Regions from separate parts of the Sus scrofa genome. Here regions 2 and 3 are each linked to region 1. The links are chromatin contacts, called in public HiChIP or PLAC-seq maps. All regions are on one chromosome and are shown on one strand. The core of a region is the stretch at or near the end of the contact, and the rest is flanking DNA. Distances in the headings are between cores, read along the strand shown.

Evidence for each region. HiChIP or PLAC-seq counts read pairs in DNA pulled down with a chosen protein or histone mark.
Region 2: a contact with region 1 is called in an H3K27ac HiChIP or PLAC-seq map of skeletal muscle, with 11 times the contacts expected there. The contact joins the enhancer-like site here to the promoter of ATP5G2 in region 1. A contact is called at or near these places in 4 of 5 promoter capture datasets (fetal liver, fetal skeletal muscle and liver), 26 of 47 Hi-C or Micro-C datasets (adipocytes, adipose tissue, alveolar macrophages and 15 more) and 2 of 2 datasets of contacts at active chromatin or transcription factors (alveolar macrophages and skeletal muscle).
Region 3: a contact with region 1 is called in an H3K27ac HiChIP or PLAC-seq map of skeletal muscle. The contact joins the enhancer-like site here to the promoter of ATP5G2 in region 1. A contact is called at or near these places in 1 of 5 promoter capture datasets (liver), 6 of 47 Hi-C or Micro-C datasets (embryonic fibroblasts, epiblast stem cells, fetal heart ventricle and 2 more) and 2 of 2 datasets of contacts at active chromatin or transcription factors (alveolar macrophages and skeletal muscle).

Annotation. Positions count from the first base shown.
Region 1 is chr5:18,878,160-18,881,880 of Sscrofa11.1, forward strand. It overlaps ATP5G2 (ATP synthase F(0) complex subunit C2, mitochondrial), which reads right to left and starts at 1,774. Exons shown (of 5, transcript XM_021091719.1): 1 at 1-1,774.
Region 2 is chr5:18,751,975-18,755,695 of Sscrofa11.1, forward strand. ATF7 (cyclic AMP-dependent transcription factor ATF-7) reads right to left here. Exons shown (of 11, transcript XM_013987080.2): 3 at 1,271-1,389. Among named protein-coding and RNA genes, the nearest start is that of NPFF, 29 kb to the left of the region's middle. Within about 2 kb of position 1,732, at least 24 of the 83 cell types and tissues checked have an H3K27ac peak or open chromatin away from gene starts, as enhancers often do. A contact at or near this core is called in adipose tissue, alveolar macrophages, brain and 4 more, where this site is marked.
Region 3 is chr5:18,810,828-18,814,548 of Sscrofa11.1, forward strand. The region is part of intron 2 of ATF7 (cyclic AMP-dependent transcription factor ATF-7); the gene reads right to left. Among named protein-coding and RNA genes, the nearest start is that of ATF7, 26 kb to the right of the region's middle. Within about 2 kb of position 2,109, at least 7 of the 83 cell types and tissues checked have an H3K27ac peak or open chromatin away from gene starts, as enhancers often do. A contact at or near this core is called in skeletal muscle, where this site is marked.

The DNA of each region.
Region 1 (3,721 bases), core at 524-3,023:
CACGATTGAGGATAAGAAAAAAAGCAAAGATAAGGAGAGTCCGGGCGTTGTGACAGCTCTGAAAGGGCACGAGGGAAAGAAAAGAGGGTTTGAAAAGATGAGCCCGGTCAGGTGAAAGGCGCACTGCGGCTCCGACTTTCGCCAGCTCCGAAGAGGCGCCCTCCCCCCGCCCCAGCCACGAGACGTCCAAGATGGCGCCAGGCCCGCGCGGTTGGAGGTCACCGGCACGCGGAAGGGGCCGTCCCAAGGCGCGGGGATACCGGCGGCAAGGGAGGGCATGAGGGCCGGGGCGGGAGCATGCAAGGGTAAGGGCCTCAGAGCATCCGCGCAAGGGGGGGAAGCCCACGCGCGTGCGCGGCGCAACGCGGGAACGAGGGCCCAAGGCCTTACCTGCTCCCAGGGCAGAGAAGACAGAGAGGGGCGGGGAGGGGGCGGGGATAGCGAAAGGAAGCCTCGGCGCATGTGCGGCCTGGACTAACGAGTCGCTCCACCAAGGATAGAGTGATAGCAACGTTGAGGGTCGGCCCAGGTGCCACAGCGCCGCCTGCCAGCTCTGTTGAGGCATCCGGCCAACCACTCCACCTGGCGTTTGAAAGGAGAAACTGCATGCGGAGACCAGCGAGTGCAGAAATGAGGGCAGCTGTAAGCGGATCCGCAACGTGGCCTGCGGTTTGTTCTGCACGGCGTTAGGGATCTTGGACTGGCTTCCCCTTTCTGAGCATGCGCAGTTACATTGCAAAAAACCAACCCCCCCAAAAAAAACCTACCCAGAATGTCAGTATTAAATAGCACACAATGGAGACCGAGGTTCAGTGTCTAAAATGTGGCAGGAAGAAAATAAAGTCACAGGATTCCTGCCTTCGGTCGTTGGGACCCTGGCTTTATGGATGGAAAACCCGTTCAAGGGGCAAGGAGTCCACAAAATGTTCCAGCTGCTTCTAGTGGCTTCGCCTTTATTTCCCTCTTTCTTTTTTCAGTGATCAGCTATTAGAAAGCCAGCATCTGCGAACCAGAAAATAGGGGCTAAAGGTGATTAGGACTCAAGCGCCCTGATCTTAAACCTTCTTTCCTGAGTCCTGCAACAGTCAAAGAGTAACGGGCACCAGTGACCTGCAGTGAGATTGCAAGGGTCACCCCAGGCATGGCTGTGCCTCTGCCCAGGCTTCATCTACGCGAGATGAGATAAGCAGTGCCCCCAGGAGGTGCTCTCAAGAAAGCCTTTCGGCTTCTCCCTCGTGCCCTTTCGCTTGTCCTTTCCCCGATGGTAGGAAGTATGGGCTTCCCGGCCCTCACCTCTTCTGGGTTTTCCTGTCTCCCCGACAGGGTCTGACCGGCCCCTTTGGGGGGAGATCAGCAAGGCCTACCCATTTCCCCCCATGCCCAACCCCGGCCGTCCAGACATCGTGCTTGAACGCAGCACGAGAAAGACGGGGAAAGCTCACCAAACCCCCATAAAAAATAAAAAATAAAAAGAAAGCCGCGGCTGTAAATAAAGCCAAATCCGCCACCCTCTGAGGGGCCGTTTGTCCTCCCCTCCTTGGCCCCGTCCTTCCCGCCGCCCCCTCCCGGCTCCCGGGCCCCGCGGCGCCCCGGCCCCGAGCTCCTCCATTTAATCGGATTTGGGAGAAGGGGAGGATAAATCACGGCAGCAGCTTTACGGTCCCGGAGGAGAGGCGAGCCGCAGCCAGGCACACCCCGGCCGGCGATAAAAACCGCCGCTGAAAGCCCACGGAGCAATTTCCCGGGACCCCGAGCGACGCCATTACAGGAATGTAATTTTGCCCGGATGAGGCCCCGAGTTTAATTATCCTCGCGGAGGAATTTCAATGCGGCCAATCCATCTTGCAGGCGGGCGGCAGAGGGATTTATATGGGCCCGTTATTTCACACCGATCCTCCATCTGCATTTTTATGGCCCTGAGCTCCTGAAAGGGAGGGGAAGGAGTGGAGAGAAATCGGAGAAGCGGGCGAGGAGAGGAGGGTGGGCGATTTCCCGCCTTTCCCAAATCCACGATCCCAGCTCGATGAGGATTCTCACAGGTTCCCCCGAAATGCCCAGATCGCCCTTCAGTTCTAGGTGTTCACTTGGGGTGGGGATGGAGGCGGGGGGAGGTGAGGAATGGAGCTGGGATCCTTACGAAAATAGCAACAGGTATTTACCAAGTACCAAGAGGTGCCAGGCTACAGTGTAAGATGCTTAGAGGAGAAAAGAAAGACAGGTAGGCAAGGATATCCTCTGAAGTCCCCAGACACCCCCACCGCGCCACGCAACCTCGGAGACAAAAAGTCTACAGTTCTTGAGACTCCACGACTAACCGGTTGGTGCAGCTGTTTGTTGAGACAATGTAGATCCTTCTCGGATATCTCTAACTATCCCAAAGTTGGATTGGAGAAGGCACCCTTGAGGGAGCTAAAGCTGGCTCCTTGGATAAGTTGTCATAGTCTGCAATGTTGAATTCTCTATTACCCCCATTCAATGCTGGGCTCTAGATCCACACATTTGGGTTCCCAAATCTGTGTGACCTCAGGCAATGGGTTTAACCCCACTATATCGATTTTCCTTTATGTAACTGGGAATAATAATAGTGCTTACTGGGCAGCAAATAGTAGAATAATATATGTGAAGCCTGGGAGTACCCATTGTGGCTCAGCAGTAAAGAACCTGACTTGTATCCAAGAGGCTGTGGGTTCGATCCCTGGCCTCGCTTAGTAGGTTCAGGATCCCGCATTGCAGTGAGCTTCGGTGTAGGTGGCAGACTGGCTGGGATCATGCATGGCTGTGGCTGTGGCTGTGGCCAGCAGCTGCACTCCCATTTGACCCCTAGTCTGGTAACTTCCTTATGCTGCACGTGCTGCCCTAAAAGGCAAAAAAAAAAAAAGTGAAACTTTTAGCAAGGTGCTTGGAACTCAGTAAGAGCTTAAATAAGTGCTAGTAATAGTAATAATAATGGTTATTTTGGTGTTAGTAGTAGTAGTAATATATTTGGGAGGATTGCAACTCAGTTCTGCTCTGCTCCCTAGAGACTTTATTGCAAGCTCCTTGCAATGGTATCTCCTGAGAGACTCAACTATCACTTACTGAATTTTTTCACCTACATAAATCACACATAAGTTATTTAACAGGTTAGTGGGTGGAGATCTGTGGGGAGGGCTAAGAATCCTGGGGGCTATTGTTATCAGGTCTGAAGCCAGAGGTTAAATCGATAGGGGTGAGACTGCAAAATGTAGTTGAGGTCTGTGCGGAGGGGAGAATTTAAAGATAGCAGAATATGATGATCCAAGAGGACATTATCTAAGGGTCTCTTCTTAACCAAGAGCTTGGGCAAGGGTCTGTTCTTTACTTCACTAATGGAAAACGGCTCCAGGAAGGAAAGGGTGTGGAGCCAGAACTATATTTTCCAATCACTTCCTTTTTTTTCCTACCAGACCATGTAGCAAGGTTGGCCTGATTGGCCAGTTCTTCTAATGACTGTGAGTGGCGGATTCTGACTGGGTAGCAGTCTCCCTGCACGGTGGTGACGAAAAAATGAGATTGATCTTTTCTTTCTTAGGATTGGTTAACAATCCTCCGAGGGGCTAGAGACTCATTTTAATTGACTGGATAGGCTAGGAGGGAGGTCCAACACCTCTCATATAGAAATTCTGAGAGTTCTTTTCCACAAAGGTCACCAAGACAGAGTCTTGATGGGCTTTATGCATGTTTGCCTTTGGACTGGAAACAC
Region 2 (3,721 bases), core at 482-2,981, 130 kb before region 1:
TGATTTGTAATTCTTTCACCATCCTGGTTGATCTCCTGTAAAAAGCTTTAAGGACATCCTTCTTTAAGTCTAGTCTTGAATATTACTAGAGAGCAACTTGAAAGTTAAGAGCCATGTACACTGAAACAAAGAAGAGCCAAAATTCAATAAATGTTTATTGATTGGCTGCCTGAACAAAACAATTCAGGGAGTTCCGTTGTGGTTGCAGTGGAAACAAACCTGACTAGCATCCATGAGGATGTGAATTCAAATCCTGGCCTCTCTCAGTGGGTAGGGAATCCAGCGTTGCCATGAGCTGTGGTGTAGGTCACAGACTCGGCTTGGATCTGGCATTGCTATTTGACCCCTAGCCTGGGAATGTCCATATGCTGCAGGTGTGGCCCTATTAAAAAACAAACAAACAAACAAAAAAACAGTTCAGGTGAAAAGTCTGGTTAGCTCAGAAAAGAGTGGGGTTTGGCAAAAAAAAAAAAAAAAAAAAAGTTATCTAACAAAATCTGTGTAATTTATAATCTTTCTTTAACATCTTCATCATAATCAGAACAAAAATAATTTAAAAAACAGACTGCTGAATAATGCTACACGGGTAGGGCTACGAGACTGAATTTTTTTTTTTTTTTTGCTACACCTGAGGCATGTAGAAGTTCCTGGGCCAGGGATCAAACCCTCAACACAAGTGTTTCCATTGTGGCTCAGAGGGTTAAGAACTCGCAAAGTGTCTTTGAGGATGCAGGTTCAATCACTGGCCTCACTTAGTGGGTTAAGGATCTGTCATTGCTGCAAGCTGCAGCGAGGTTGCAGAGGCGGCTCAGATCTGATATTGCTGTGCCTATAGTATAGGCCTCCGCTGCAGCTCCAATTTGACCCCTAGCCTGGGAACTTCCACGTGCCATCAGTGTGGCCATAAAAAAAAAAAAAAAAAAAAAAAAAAAAAAAAAAGACCAGACAAACAAAACCCAAAAACCAAAATACTTTGCCATAGCAGTGACCAGAGCTGCTGCAGTGACAATGCCAGATCCTTAACCCCCCTGTACCACAGGGAACTTCCAAGAAGGCTGATTTCTGATAAAGATCCAACACTTGTGCTGATCCATCATCTGGACCCTGTAAAGCCTGATGTGGCTGACTCGGATTAGTAAGTACTATCTGGTTCTACAGAACAAAGCCCATAATTTGTGCTTTAATCAATTAAACAAATTATCCCAGAGCACAATGAAAGTTGCCCAGATCTGAACATCACCAGTTTTTCAGCTAAAGTCCCATCTCTTGCCTTTTTTTCATCCTCATCTGCAGCTTTCTTGAATTCATGTTCAAAGGAGCTAGCTAGTTCATTGAAGAGTCCCACCTCTTCACAGTTCTTCAGGAATCTAGTCGGAGTAGGAGTTTGATCTGTAGACATGGAAAGAAAAGGAACCTCTATTTTAGTTTTGACCTGAAATTAAAATTTGAGAGTATATAGGGAACACATTTTTATTCTTCTATTTGGAGAGAATCTCTGTGTTAGAGCAAATTTGCTTTTATGGAGCCCTAGTAAGTAAAGACTGCTGTTAGGCCACCAGAGGGTGTCTGTGCTGTGCTGCCTCAAGGCGAGCAGAGGGAAGACGGAACAATGTTTTGCTGTGCCACATCTGTGTAACTGCCTTTTTCTCAGAAGCCGGTTTCAGCTCCCTCACCCTCAAACAAAACCAAACCACCTACCCAGGTGGACTCTGTACAACTTTCAGGCTGGAAAATCAAGTCGAGTTAAATGACATTTTCTTTTTACACTCACCCACTGCTAGGTCTGAAGTGAGCAGGTATAAGAAGAGGGATGTTAAAATCTGATGAGAAGAAACTGAGGATCAGATAGCTGAGTCTGCTCGCTAAAGCTACCAAGTAAGAAAGGGTGCCCTGTCTTTCAGTGGTCACTGAGGTAACCTTCTAAAGGCATTCTAGACAAATCCAGGGGCTGGGGAACAAGACAGCGAGATCATGAGCTAGCAAAGGAAACTGCAAACAATAGAGCTCATTTCACAGAGACCTGGGCTCAGGGCAAATTCCGGAAACCAGGATATTTAGATTTAGATTTGCCAGCCAAAATATCCTCTTGGGGTCTCCGCACAAATCTCTCCTCAGCACTTGGGAAGAGAAAGGCTCCTCGTAACCCATGGGAACTTTTAAAACAACTTGAATTTTGGATTTGATCTTCTTTCTATCCTGTTTTTCTAGTTTTTCTCCCTTAGGTCAATTGACTCTTGTTCCCTGGTCCTAACTCTATTATGACGCTTTTCCTTGACATGGTAATCACTTCAGGGATTCATCTCATACTCCAAAGCACTAAACTGAATGATTGGAATAGAACAATGTTTAAATGGTATTTTCAGGAGTGAGATCTGGGGTTAAAATTGCTCCTTCTAGTGTGATCAATTTGGAACAGTCCAGTGGGATTTTCCATGGAAACAACATAATTTTTTCTTTTTTTTAAACAAAACCTCTTCTGAACCAGAGTGTTTGGAAAAATTACCACTACCTCCCAAAATAGTTTTAAAAGGTTCTCTGGCAGCTTTCGTTGGCCAACGATAAAGCCACTTTCCCTCCATCCCTGGGTGAGTGGAGGTAATATTCCCTTATGTTTAGAGAGTACTTCACTAAGGGCACAGAAAAAAATCACAACTCAAGTGGAACAGGACAGGGCAGCTAAGGGCATGGCTATGGCAGAAGAGGGCCGTTTGAATCTCTGATCTGAGGCTCATACAAACTTCTCCCATTCCTGAACGAACAACCAAACAGCCAGAAAAGTGTATAAGAAAACTCTTAGCCTGCTCTGATGATTCCAAAAAAAAAAAAAAAAAAAAAAAATCAACAGGTGTTTACTGAATACTTTCTGTGTTTTGCTGCTATATATGCATACACCTGTGTTCATCTTTGGCGGAGGGGGAAAGAGAAGCATAGGAGTTTTAGCCAAATATAAGACATGATTCTTGCCATAGAGAATTAAGAGAATGTTTTTTAGTTGAGGAAATAACACTAATATAGTTGAGTAGATACCATGGGGCTAGGTTATGGAAAGCCTGAAAACCCAAGCATAAATAGCCCCGGAGGTCTTCTGTGGTGCAGCACATTAAGGATCTGGCATTGTCACTACTGTGACTGAGGTTGCTACTGTGGAGCAGGTTTGATCCCTGGCCCAGGAATTTCTACATGCTATGGGCATGCCTCCCCCACCCCCAAAAAAGCCTTGGAGGTCACTGTGGTACAATGGGATCTGTAGCATCTCTGGAGCATTGGGATGCAGGTTTGATCCCCAGCCCAGTAGAGTGGGTTAAAGGATCCAGTGTTGCCGCAGGTGCAGCACAGATCATACCTGCAACTTGGATCTGATCCCCAGCCCAGGAACTCCATATGCTGCAGGGCAGCCAAAGAAAGAAAAACAGCCTTATAGTAAAATAAAATAGGAAGATAACAACAGATTTTAAGCAGGGGAGAAGAGTTTAAGAAAGTCTGGATTTTCAATAGAAGGTGAGATGGATTAGAGCAAAACACTAGTCAAGGAGGCCAGCTAGGAGACAATGGAGGAATTCAAGCATAATGACAGTGGATGGGAGGAAGAACAGGAAGGAACAGAGCAGTCAGAATCTGAGGAAAAAATAAAACAACTCAAGATTTTGAGAATACTCTTATCACTGAGTAACAAAGGAGAGGAATTGGTCTAGGGGACAAGAAGGTAAGATCAGTTGCTGAC
Region 3 (3,721 bases), core at 859-3,358, 67 kb before region 1:
TGACTATATATATATTTTTAATTCTAGTCCCAATTTTTTCTTTACTATGCATAACAGTGGTATATTTCTATCACAAAATTATATAAAACCTCAGCATACACAGAGTAGATTAAAAGTTACTGCAAAATCAACATATTACAAAAAAAAACAGGGCATTTGGCCTAACTGTATATAATGCGGTGTATTTTCAGCTGCCTGACAGCATGTAGGCTCTCTTACCAGATGGGAACTGGATGAATTATTGAATGAAATATGAATTATTAAATAAAAATTTGAATTTTTTTAAACTCTTGGCAGGGGGTAAGGAAGAAAGGCTTATTTGTGTGCCTGAAACTGTCCTCACCTGTCGAAGCATGTAAAGATAGCACATATCTCCACAAATAGAATTTATTCACCAAAGCCATTTCTTCTCATATTATTCTCCAATTCAAGATGCTCCCTTACCATAAAGAATTAGTAATCAACACCAAGCATTCTTCCTCAGTTTTCTTTTGTGCCAATGCCAGCTACTATGGGAACTTGCTAAAGGGACAGAATTAAAAATCCAGAGTCCCATTGTACCAGTATGACCCATTTAATGGGAGGGCTAGGATAACACGAATAATCTCTACAGATCTGTGTTATATAGGCAATAAAACATACACCTTTGTAGCATGCCGGCATTTAACCAATCATAGAAGCTATTTGTTGCCTCATATATTACAAAGCAATAGAGATTTAAGGGATAATGTTCATGGAGGCAGAGGATACAAAGCAATAAACAGCATTGGAGGTTGGTTAAATGCCAAGTGAAGCCAGGACTACAGCACCATAAACATTATTCCTATTATATGACAAGATAAGGAAGTAAAGAAGCTGCCCTCCGTCCCACCACAACTAGGGCTCGACTGCTACTCCTGGCCTTAGGAAGGGAAAGCAGGCCCCTGAGGTCTATGAGCTAGTTACATGTTTCATGTCCCAGAAAGATCTGAACAGAACCTCAACCTGTATCTACATGTCCTCTGGGAGAAGAAAAGATCTGGTAGTAGATATCCTGGGGGCAGGGGGCGGAGAGTAACAGCCCCTCAGGGACACACTGGACAGAGAAACAATCAAAGGATTTTTCCTTAAGAGAACAGACTTGATACTGAGTGGTTATGATAGAAACCTTTCTCAATGGCTAAAAATGGGATGATTCTACCCATCCATTAATAGCATCTCCTCAGAGGAAATGTGTTCCTGTTCTTAAGGAAATAAGACATTCTAAGTAATAAGCTTACACAACCAGCTTCTGCTCAAAGACTGGTTATGGTAACCAGAAGGATGACTTAAATCTGCATAATTTGTATTGCAAACCAGTGTCATGTAACTGAGAGGGAGGTAGAGAAATATGGAAATTGTTGATTCCTGGTAATAAAAATTGAACAAAAAGCATCTAATAGGTAAGTTATCTAATTGTATCCAAATGAAATAACATCTCAAATTCAAGATTACTGACACAGACACAGTAATTTTTCCTGCTTCCACATGCAATAGAAGTTCATAATCCACCTTCAAGTAAAAGTGCCTTTAAAAGTATTAAAAACTTAAAGACTTTCTAGACTCAGCACGAAACTGTATTTCTATTATTTTAATAACACAGAGGCAAAGCTATTTTATAGTCATAATGTTTTAAAATAGATCCTATCTTACAAACACTTCTCAGATCCATACAACTCAAATTCAACCAGTCCTTTACCAGAGGGTATCTGGGGCTCTGTTGCCTTAACACTAACCCATTCTCTAGAGGCAGCTCTAGTAACTATTCCTGCTACCACATTCCATACAGAAGTATTAGCAAGGATATTTCTTTCTCCGAGTTCCTCTTCATGAGAGTGATGAGGCCTCAAGAGAAACAGAGACTCAACAAGAGAAAAGGAATGAGAAAGCTCAAAAAAAAAAAAAAACAAAACCAAAAAAACCCCCATCACCTGTCTTTTCAAATAATAATGCAAAGAACACAACCTTCAGCAGCCATCTTTTTTTAAAAAGTACATGTAGCATATTTAGAACTCAGCTGTGTCACATCAGACTTACTGTTGGGAAGTGGATCATGAACAGAATCCAAAAATAACAGCCATTAAAGACCTAGCAACCAAAACATGTTTACGTATCCATTGAAAGCCCTGTGGTTTTGATTATATGGTGGAGAGCATAATCCACTAGTCTATTTTAGGTGAATTTTCCTTTCACCTTCCCTTAATATTAAGGCGTAAGATGATTTCTGAGTCTAGGCAGAGAATATTTAAATAATGCAACATTCCTACAGTTCCTGTTGGCTGTTTGTGCGTGTGTGTGTGTGTGTGTGGATAAGTCTCTTCATTTATAATTTGCTGTCATTCCTTCTTCCTCTAACTGGGAGAAGCCACTGATTTTTGAGACTTCTATGGCAGTGCGTTCTAAATACGCCTTGCAAAAATTATCATGGTCCTTATTACCCCTCCCGGAATTTATACAGCTTTTTTATTAGTCTACCATTTCTTCAGTAAAGAATCTGAATCAATGATAGTTGATTATAAATAGACTTGAAGGCCTCAAGGTGATTCCAGAATGAAACAATTTTCAAGAGATATAAGGAAGTTGGGATGACAAGTCAAAGGAACTTTATTTTACAAGTATATCTTCTCTGCCCTATTTTTCACTATTTCCTATAACATAAAGCAATCACAGAAAATCCTGCATAGATTCCACTCTAGAGTTATTTGTTATTAGATATTGGGAGAAAATTGGAAGGAGACTACACATAACTAAAGAACTACGATCTCACATGACTCTAAAGTTTTGACATGCAAAGGAGGTAAAGGAATCAACCATAATTTCATTAAAAAAATAAAACTTTAAAGAATATATAATTGAAACATGTTGCTATACAGCAGAAATTAACACAATATTATAAATCGACTGTACTGCAATTTTAAAAAGTGGAAATTTTTTAAAAACATAATGGAAAAGAGTATGAAAAATAAATTTTTTAAAAAGGAAAAAAAGTCGGAGTTCCTGTCATGGTGCAGCAGAAATGAATCCAACTAAGAACCATGAGGTTGCGTGTTCGATTCCTGGCCTCACTCAGTGGGTTAAGGATCTGGCGTTGCCATGAACTGTCCTGTAGGTCGCAGATGCAGCTCGGATCCTGAGTTGCTGTGGCTCTGGTGTAGGCTGGCGACTACAGTTCCAATTATACCCCTAGCCTGGGAACCTCCATATGCCGCAGGTGTGGCCCTAAAAAAGCAAAAAAAAAAAAAAGCAAAAAAAGTCAAACAACAACAACAACAAAACAAACAAAAGAAACAAAGGAGGTAAAGGGATAAAGCATGCTACCTCAAAGCCTTAAAGTAGCTTCTCATCCTTTCTTTTTTCTATGAAACAAATACCTTGAATCCAAAAGAAGGTAACAATCTCCCTGAGGGGAAAAAGCCTTAGGGACCCAGGCTAGAAGTTAAAATGAATCTTAAGAGCCAAATACCAATAAACAATTCAGAAATGGGAGGGAGAAGCAGGGGTAGGAAAGGTTTATGTTAAACAGAACCGGACAAAATATGAAGGAACCAAAGTAGAAAGTCCCTGTTTTCATATCTAAAAGAAACAAACACAAAATCCTTCTGGGATCTCACAAATTTCAGTGAAAACTACTGTTTTCTGATAAGACAGCCTCAAAAAACCCTATTTATACATTTCTACCTCAGAGAGCCAGGTAGAAGACCTG